2 separate regions of the Sus scrofa genome follow, and region 1 is linked to region 2. A link is a contact called in public HiChIP or PLAC-seq data. All regions are on one chromosome and are shown on one strand. The core of a region is the stretch at or near the end of the contact, and the rest is flanking DNA. Distances in the headings are between cores, read along the strand shown. Region 1 overlaps CSTF3 (cleavage stimulation factor, 3' pre-RNA, subunit 3, 77kDa). Region 2 overlaps HIPK3 (homeodomain-interacting protein kinase 3).

What was found. HiChIP or PLAC-seq counts read pairs in DNA pulled down with a chosen protein or histone mark.
Region 1: a contact with region 2 is called in an H3K27ac HiChIP or PLAC-seq map of alveolar macrophages. The contact joins two enhancer-like sites. A contact is called at or near these places in 1 of 47 Hi-C or Micro-C datasets (epiblast stem cells) and 1 of 2 datasets of contacts at active chromatin or transcription factors (alveolar macrophages).

Annotation. Positions count from the first base shown.
Region 1 is chr2:27,777,575-27,782,477 of Sscrofa11.1, reverse strand. The region is part of intron 1 of CSTF3 (cleavage stimulation factor, 3' pre-RNA, subunit 3, 77kDa); the gene reads right to left. Among named protein-coding and RNA genes, the nearest start is that of CSTF3, 11 kb to the right of the region's middle. Within about 2 kb of position 2,742, at least 3 of the 83 cell types and tissues checked have an H3K27ac peak or open chromatin away from gene starts, as enhancers often do. A contact at or near this core is called in alveolar macrophages, where this site is marked.
Region 2 is chr2:27,596,571-27,601,367 of Sscrofa11.1, reverse strand. All of the region lies in intron 3 of HIPK3 (homeodomain-interacting protein kinase 3), which reads left to right. Among named protein-coding and RNA genes, the nearest start is that of HIPK3, 87 kb to the left of the region's middle. Within about 2 kb of position 2,792, at least 2 of the 83 cell types and tissues checked have an H3K27ac peak or open chromatin away from gene starts, as enhancers often do. A contact at or near this core is called in alveolar macrophages, where this site is marked.

The DNA of each region.
Region 1 (4,903 bases), core at 1,493-3,992, 180 kb before region 2:
TTTCAAAGGAAATCAATTATACTGAAAAATAATTATCAAAATATTTTAAACAAAGTTTTATATAGTCATAGATATTTAACACATGAAATAACTAAATCTTGTGGTGAGTCTAGTGACGAATGCAACAGTATTTTTAATATTTCTGTCCTAGTAACAAAGCTGTTCCTGAATACTGCTAGTGTGGTTTCTTCCCTATGTTCATAATAGAAGGATAGACTCAATTTCACTTAGAGATTAGTGAACATACTTTTGCCCATCCAAGTTCATGGAACCCCAAAAATTCTATCCACAGACACTTGGGGGGTTTACCACAAATTAAAGAATCCATGCAAAGGATGCTGGATCAGATGCTAAAGCGCACGGGGGGGGAGGGGGGGTTGTTCTGTCATGGGTCAGCAGTAACAAACCTGACTAGTATCCATGAAGGTGTGGGTTCCATCCCTGGCCTTGCTCAGTTGGTTAAGGATGTGGCGTTGCCATAAGCTGTGGTGCAGGTCAGACACAGCCTGGATCCCGTGTTGCCGTGGCTGTGGTGAAGGTTGGCAGCTACAGCTCCAATTTGACCCCTCGCCTGGGAACTTCCATATGTCGTAGGTGCCGCCCTTAAAAAAAAAAAAACACACACACACACAAATCTGAGCATCTACTATGGTACTCATTAATTGTCATTCCTTGTTAAGTAACAGATCACCCTACTTCACAATGAAAAATATAATACACAAATCCGCCTACTGTCCAATTAGAATCCAGGAGAAACCACAGCTGGCTCTTTTCAGAATGTCTTACTACCCTAAATGTTTTCCTCTCAACAAGGATATAGTTAAATGTTCATAAAACAATCTATATAGGAGTTCTTGTAGTGGCTTAGCAGTTAACAAACCCAATTAGTATCCATGAGGTTTTGGGTTCCATCCCTGGCCTCGCTCAGTGGATTATGGATCTGGTGTTGCTGTGAGCTGTGGTATAGGCCAGCAGCTGTAGCATTGATTAGACCCCCAGCCTAATATAGAACCTCCATATCCCGAGGGTGCGGCCTTAAAACAAAAACAATCTATATAGATAATAATCAACTGAATTAATTAAAAAGGAAGGTAGAAGTTTCCACCGTGGCACAATGGGATCAGTGGCATCTCGGGAGTGCCGGTCGCAGGTTCAATCCCCGGCCCAGCACTGTGGGTTAGAGATCCAACGTTGCCACAGCTGCAGCTTAGGTTGTGATTGCTGTTCAGATCTGATCCCTGGCCTGGAACTCCATATGCCTTGGGGCAGAGAAAAAAATGGGGGGGGTTTAAACCAAAATGGCCAAGAGTATCCTCTGTTGAAGGTCACATTTAATTCCCACAATAAAAAGGCATTCACCATCACAGCTATGAACCAGCTAGGTAATCAAGAGCATGAAATTGTTGTTTTCGTTTTTGTTTTGTGGCCTGGTTACCAAACTGCTGTAGAGCAAAGGAAAATTCTAGTATCCACAAGGAGACTGAGCTTCCATACAGAATGGAGTTTTATTATTATTTCCTGACTCTGTTGCCAGATCAGAGAAAGAGACTACTTGAAGAAAACTTGCGGCAAGTTTCCAGTGCCCACTTGTAATGGAATGATGTCAGAACTCTGCTTCGTTACAGCAAAAGAACAGCCAATGTCATCCTTACATGTCCCCAAAACACTAAGAAACTATCAAAATCCAGCTTTTGTCTTTAGAATAAAGTGTAATCCCATTACCATTCTTCGGGAAGAAGATAATGGTGATGTTAACGGGGAGTAGGATGGGCACCGAATCAAGAGCAGAACAAAAGCTGAACTAGCTCCCAAGGCATGCACGTTTATTATTAGTAGGACATTGGGAACTTCTTTGATTTGCACAATTTTAAAAACCAGAAAAATAACTCAACCGCATGGAGTATAGAGTTATACACCAACATATACTATTTTGAATGGGTTCAAAAATCAGAAAAAAATTTTGAACTGGGAGTTCCTGTCATGGCCCAGTGGTTAACAAACCCGAGTATCCATGAGGACACAGGTTCAATCCCCGGCCTTGCTCAGTGGGCTAAGGATCCGGGGTTGCTGTGAGCTGTGGTGTATGTATGTCAAAGACGTGGCTCAGATCTGGCATTGCTGTCACTGTGGTGTAGGCTAGCAGCTACAGCTCCGATTCGACCCCTAGCCAGGGAACCTCTACATGCTGTAGGTACAGCCCTAAAAAGACAAAAAAGAAATTGTGAACTAGATGCCACTAATTTTTGAATAAGGTGAAAATGTTACTGAGGAACTATCTCCAGCATCTGTTCTATTAACTGTTTTTCTAATAGTAGTGCACAGCTAAAATAACAACTTTCCTCTCTGTACAAGTGGCTAAAAGTATGGAGATAGGATACATTATACGTGTATTTGTATAATTTGGCTGCTTCCACAGCAAGCAGAAGTTCCCAGGCAAGGATAAAACCGATACCACAGCAGTGACCTGAGCTACAGCAATGACCATGTCAGATCCTTAAACCCACTGACTGCACCTCCAGAGAACTTCAGACCTTTTGTTTTTAATAATGGCTTTACTGAGACATAATCACATACCATACAAATCACCTATTTAAAGTGTAAAATTCAATGGCTTAAATTTAGTATGTTCATTATAACAATAGATTTAAAAAAATTTTTTTATCTTCTCAAATAGAAACCCATACTGATTAAGTCATTCCCATTTCCCAACTCCTCTAGCCCCAGGCAACCACCAACTTAGTTTCCACAGATATGCGGGTATTTCATGGAAATATCATACACTTAGTTTTGTTTCTGACTTTCACTTTGCGTGTTCTCAAAGTTCACGTTTTATTACATAGCATTATGTTTTCTATTACCAAATATTCCATTGTATGGATATCTCATCATTTTATTTATTCATCAGTTGATGAACATCTGGATTATTTCTAGTTGTTTTTCTTTTTAGGGCCACACCTGGGGCATATGGAAGTTTCTGGCCTAGAGCTGCAGCTGCCTGCCTACACAACAGACGCAGCAACACTAGATATGAGCCACATCCGTGACCTATGCCACAGCTTGCGGAAATACTAGATCCTTAACCCACTGAAGAAGCAACCAGGGACTGAACCCGCATACTCGTGGATACAAGCCAGAATCTTAACCCTAACTCGCTGAGCCACAATGGGAACTCCAAAGATTATTTCCAATTTTTTTTTTTTTTTTGGCCGCACCTTCAGCATATGGGAGTTCCCTGGTCAGGGATAGAATCCCAACCACAGCTGTGACCTTTACCATAGCTATGGCAACACCGGATACCTAACCAACTGTGTCACAGCAGGAACTCCTATTTCCAGCTTTTAAGAGGAGTTCGTTTTGTCTTTTCTTTTTCTTAGGTATATACCTAGAAGTTGCTAGGTCATAAGGCAATTCTATGTTTAAAATGAAAAACTCTCAGACTGTTTTCCAAAGTGACTGAACCATTTTATAGTCCCACCAGTATGAGGGTTCCAACTTCTCAACTAGGTCACCAACACTTGTTTTTAGCAGCTATTTGTGTACCTTTAGAGAAATGTCTACTCAAATTCCTTTTTTTTTTTGCCACTCCTAGAGCATGCAAATATTCCTGGGCTAGGGATTGAACCCACACCACAGCAGCAACCAGAGCCATAGCAGTAACAATGTCGGATCCTTAACCAGTTGAGCCACCCAGGAACTCTCTTCCTGCCCATTTTTAATTGTTATCTTTTTGTTACTGAATTGTTAAGAGTTCTTTAGTTATTATGGATATAAGTCCTTTATGGGATATATGATTGACGAAAATTTTCTCCCCTTCAGTTGATAGTGTTTTTACTTTCTACGTTTATCCTTTTCTTATATGGAGCTAACTCAGAGAAAAAGAACTATGGACACTGCCTCACAGGCTCCATGCACTATTTCAACAGTTCTCCAACTTTCTACAGTTTTATTGGAGTTCCCTGGTTGTGCCATGGGTTAAGGATCCAATGCTGTCACTGCTACTGCATGGGTTCAATCCCTGGCCCAGGAACTTTCCCATGCCATAGGGGCAGCCAAAAAAACAAACAAACAAACAAAAACAAAAAACAAACTGCTTTGCACTCTTACACTAAGGAACCAGGGGTTCCCACTGTGACACATCAGGATTGGTGGCGTCTTTTCAACAATGGGACACAGGTTTGATCCCAGGCACCTCTGCAGTGGCTCAAATCCAAACTCCTTATGCCACAGGGCAGCCAAAAAAAAGGAGAGAAATACAACTGAGGAACCAAAGAGATTTTTTTTTTTTAAATGTGGGTTAAATCTAAAAATATTACCATATTAGGAATTAAACTGTAAAATTTCTAACTTGTTAATTCATTTTAAAATAAATGTATAATTTTATATAAAACATTTTCTAAAACAAAACAAAAAAATAGTGAAGGAATTCCCATTGTGGCTCAGTGGGTTAAGGATTCAGCATTGCCATAAGCTGCAGCATAGGTTGCAGCTGCAGCTCTAATTCCAGCCCTAGCCTGGTAACTTCCGTATTCTACAGGTGTGGTCATAAAAAGAAAAAAGAATTAGTGACAATGGCACTGTCTTGCATTTCTGTGAGCTCTTTAATGTCTGGCTAAATAGAGACATTATCTGCTTTGCTTATAATCTATTGTAACATATTGTTTTTGATAAAGTTTAAGACCATAAAACTACAGTTATGTGTTTGGAAAAGGGAGAAGCTCTTTTTTGGCCACACCTGTCGCACATCGAAGTTCCTCAGCTAGGGATCAAATCTGAGCCTCAGCCACTACCTACACAGCATCCTTAACCCACTGCACCACAGCGGGACCTCCATGAGAAGCATTTTTAATAGGCTTTTCATCTAACTATGGAGATGTAGCCTCTCAGCTTAACTGAGTTAAGCTGC
Region 2 (4,797 bases), core at 1,543-4,042:
TAACTTGATTAATGTTTTATAGTTCTCAGCATATGAGTCTTTGATCTCCTTGGTCAGGTTTATTCCCAGGTATTTGATTTTTGGGGTACAATTTTAAAAGGTATTGTATTTTTGTATTCCTTTTCTAATATTTCATTGTTAGTATATAGAAATGTGACTCGTTTCTGAATGTTAATCTTATATCCTGCTACTTTGCTGAATTCGTTGATCAGTTCAAGTAGTTTTGAGGTTGAGTCCTTAGGGTTTTCTGCATATAGTGTCATGTCATCTGCATACAATGACAATTTTACCTCTTCTCTTCCAATTTGGATACCTTTTATTTCTTTATTTTCTTTATTTCTTTGTTTCTATTTGTTTTATTTGTCTGATTGCTATGGCTAGGACTTCCAATACCATGTTGAATGAAAGTGGTGAGAATGGGCATCCTTGTCTTGCTCCAGATTTTAGTGGGAAGGCTTTCAGCTTTTCTCCATTGAGTATTATATTGGCTGTGGGTTTGTCATAAATGGCTTTTATTATGTTAAGGTGTGTTCCCTTTATACCCACTTTGATAAGAGTTTTTACCATGAATGGATGTTGGATTTTGTCAAATGCTTTTTCTGCATCTATTGAGATGATCATTGGTTTTTGACTTTTCTTTGGTTAATGTGGTGTGTAACATTGATTGATTTGCATATGTTGAACCATCCTTGTGAACATGGCATGAATCCCAGTTGGTCATGGTGTATGATCTTTTTATTTATTTTTTTATTTCTATTTTTTTGTCTTTTTGCCATTTCTTGGGCCGCTCCCGTGGCATATGGAGATTCCCAGGCTAGGGGTCTAATCAGAACTGTAGCTGCCAGCCTACGCCAGAGCCACAGCAACTCGGGATCCGAGCCACGTCTGCGACCTACACCACAGCTAATGGCAACGTTGGATCATCAACCCACTGAGCAAGGGCAGGGATCGAACCTGCAACCTCATGGTTCCTAGTCGGATTCATTAACCACTGGTGCGCCACGACGGGAACTCCATATAATCTTTTTATATGTTGTTGGATTTGGTTGGCTAAAATTTTGTTGATAATTTTTGCATCTATATTCATCAGAGATACTGACCTATAGTTTTCTTTTTTGGTAGTATCTTTGTCTGGTTTTGGTATTAGGGTGATGGTGCTGTCATAGAATGTCTTTGGGGGTGTTCCTTCATCTTCAACCTTTTGGAAAAGTTTAAGGAGGATGGGTATAAGTTCCTCTTTGTATGTTTGGTAGAATTTGCTTGCGAAGCCATCTGGTCCTGGACTTTTGTTTGTAGGGAGTGTGTTTATTACATATTCAATTTCCTTTCAAGCAGTCCGTCTGTTCAGTTGATCTGTTTCTTCTTGATTTTTCTTCTTGATAGCCTGGGAACCTCCATATGCCACGGGTGCAGCCCTAAAAAGACAAAAAACAAAAATTAGAAAAAAAATAAAAAGGTGCCACAAGAGAACTCCCTAAGTTCTTTTGTCTGTTCTGATTCTAACTTGCTACTCAGAATTTCTGCTCACTCTTAACTCAGATTTTGTTAACATGGCCATCAAATCTAGCTCTACATTATAACCCTTCAGCTCATCCTCCAACAGTATTTAGAATTTCATAGTTCATATTTCTGACAATGTGATTTTTTTTAGTCTTAATTCTAGTTGAGGTTTGAAGGCAAATGTATGAATTTTTTTCTTAATTATTTATTTATTTTTTTGAGGTCTTTTTAGGACCGCACCCATGGCACATGGAGGTTCTCGGGTTGAATTGGAGCTGTAGCCACCAGCCTATGCCACAGCCACCACAATGTCAGATCCAAGCTGTGTCTGTGACCTACACCATAGCTCATAGCAACGCTGGATCAGATTTGTTTCTACTGAGCCATGACAGGAACTCATGAATTGTTTTTGAGTCAGGTCCTTAACCTTCATCTGTTGGGGACAGGGGAAGCATATAGATGGAACAGATTCTCTTTAAATGACTGGCAGGCATCCTGACCAAAAATAAACTTGCAACTTCATTTGCCACTTCATTTTTTTTTTTTTTTTTCAGTGCCATCCCAATGTCTTGGGTACATTAATTGCTCTAATGTGCCCTTTTAGCCCTTTGTTTTCTTCTTCATAATGGCACTTCTAGTTTAATTGCTATTATGTGCTTCAGTATTTTTCTGTTCTACTGAATTAATGCTGTTTGAAGTTTGGCACCGTATTTTATTCTTCTGTAGATATTTAGCATCTGACGCATAATGATGCTCTGTGTATGTTGAAGTTGAGTTGTTGAATGCCTTTCCTGCCATCTGAGGCACCCAGGTCCTAAGCTCTTAGTACTTTTCATTTTCTGTTTCCATAAAACAAGGAAGTCAGGTACTTGGGGGATGTGGGGTGAGGGGAAGACATTGTACTTTAATGAAATGAAACTAATTTGTAAGATGGAGATTTTAGTTATTTCATGTAAAATTGGGGGACGCATGGTCTTAATGGGCAACTGACAAGTAAAAATGTAATTGTATATAGTGTTATAAATCATTAAAATTTTTACCTTCTAGGTACGAAGGTAGCATGGAAGATAATTGCCTCTTTTTTTCCCTTATTTTTTAAAAAATTTTTATTGGCATATAGTTGATTTATAATGTTCTCTGTTTTGGATGATTAGGCATACTTTACAGAGGAGAATTCCTTTTTTGTCTTTTTAGGGCCACACCCATGGCATATGAAGTTCCCAGGCTATGGGTCAAATCGAAGGCGTAGGTGCCAGCTTATGCCATAGCCACAGTGACTTGGGATCTGAGCCATGTCTGCAACCTACGCTACAGCTCATGGCAATGCCGTGTCTTTAACCCACTGAGCTAGCCCAGGGATTGAACCTGCATTCTCATGGATACTAGCTGGGTTTGTTACCACTGAGCCAGATTGGGAACCCCCATAGGAGAATTTCTTAAACTGGGTCTTAAAGAAGGAACAGAAAAAGTTTGTCATGTAGATTTGGTGAAGTGGCAGAGAAGGGAGTGAGGAGGGAGGAGGACAGGGACATTGGTAAGTAGGAGTTGAGAGCAAACAAGAAAGAGAAACTAGCCTAGGCAAAGTTTAGCTTGGTGCTAGATGGGGCTGGATTCAGGAGTATAAAGAGCTGGAAAGAGATAAAGCTGGAGGGCCCCTCTGCCATGATTAGAGATTTGGAATCCATTGTGTAGGCAGTAAAGTAGTTTTACGCAGGGGGAGTAAAAGTAAGATTTTCATTTTAGCAAAATGGCTGTTAGCAATTTCTTGTTCTTAGCAATATGAATAATGAATTGGGGGTGAGTGGATGGGGTCCTTAGGCAGAAGGCACTTGGACTGATTAGGAGGACTGTGAGATTGTATAGCTCATAACTGAAGAAAACCTCAAAGAGCGATGGAGAGAGTGACAGTTATGAAAAATACTAATGTGGTAAAATGGTTAGGGTTTTAGATGTTGGGAGGAGGGTGATGAGGGAATGGGACTTGTCTGACATAAATTTCAGGTATCTGATGTGGGCAGTCGGTTGGTGGTAGTGTTCACCAAAGCGGGGAATGCATGAGGATTAACAGTTTTAAGGGAAAATCTGTTTAGGGTATGTTCACTTTGAGGTTCCTAAAGGCCTGCCAGATGGAGAGTTTCAGTAAGCAGTTGGAGCTACAGCTCTAGAGCTAGAGATAAATATTTATATACAGAAACAGAGATAAAACTGTGGGCACTTGGACCTTGTAGAGGGAAAGAAGACAGTTAAAATTCTGGAATGCAGTGCCATGCAACAAATGGAGGAAGGCATTCAAAGTCTAGAAAGTAGGAAGAGAACTAGAAAAAAATGAGGTGGAAATGGACGTTATAAGTCAATAGAGTTTTTAAGTAAGACGATAATGGCCAATAGTGTCAAAGAAAGATAAGGATTTAATATGTGACTATTATTGTGTCAGTTATTAACAGGATATTACTTATCTTAGTACCATATTGTAAGAGTAACAGTAAAATTCTTTCTTTTTTTCTTTTTTTTCTTTTTTTTTTCTTTTTTTGGCATATGGAGGTTCCCAGGCTAGGGGTCTAATCAGAGCTACAGCTGCTTGCCTACAACACAGCCATAGCAATGTCACAGCAACACTGGATCTGAGCTGTGTCTGTGACCTACACCACCGCTCACGGCAGTGCTAGATCCTTAACCCACTGAGCAAGGCCAGGGATCGAACCCTCAACCTCATGATTCCTGGTTGGAATCGTTTCCATTGTGCCATGATGGGAACTTCCAATAGTAAAATTCTTACTGTTGTGTGTTGAAGTTAGAATGGAGTTAAAATATAGGCCACTATTTTAAGACTTTCAACTGAGTAAGAAAGTCATTTAAAATAGTTAAAGGAGTTGGGTATTATTTTTTGTTTTTAGGCTGGAAGATACTAAACATACTTGTAGATTGAGGGCAAAGATCTCATAGAGAGAAAAGAATAGATCATGCAGAAGAAGATGGACTGATTGTCTCTGAGGTTTAAAAAAGAACACTGGGAGTTCCTTTGTGATGCAGCAATTCATGGATCCAGCATTGTCACTGCAGCAGCTTGGGTCACTGCTGTGGCACAGGTTCCACCCCTGACTTGGGAACTCCACATGCCACGGGTGCCACACAACCCCCCGCCCCCAAGAAAAGAAAGAAACATTGTGTTCGCAAACGCAGTTTAAAGGAGTCAGTCCTCTGTTTATTCCTTGTGCTTCGGAGTTATTGAGTTGGGGAATGTATGAGGGCCAGCTGTATATATATACCAGGCTCTATCAGGGGTGTACATGAAAGGAA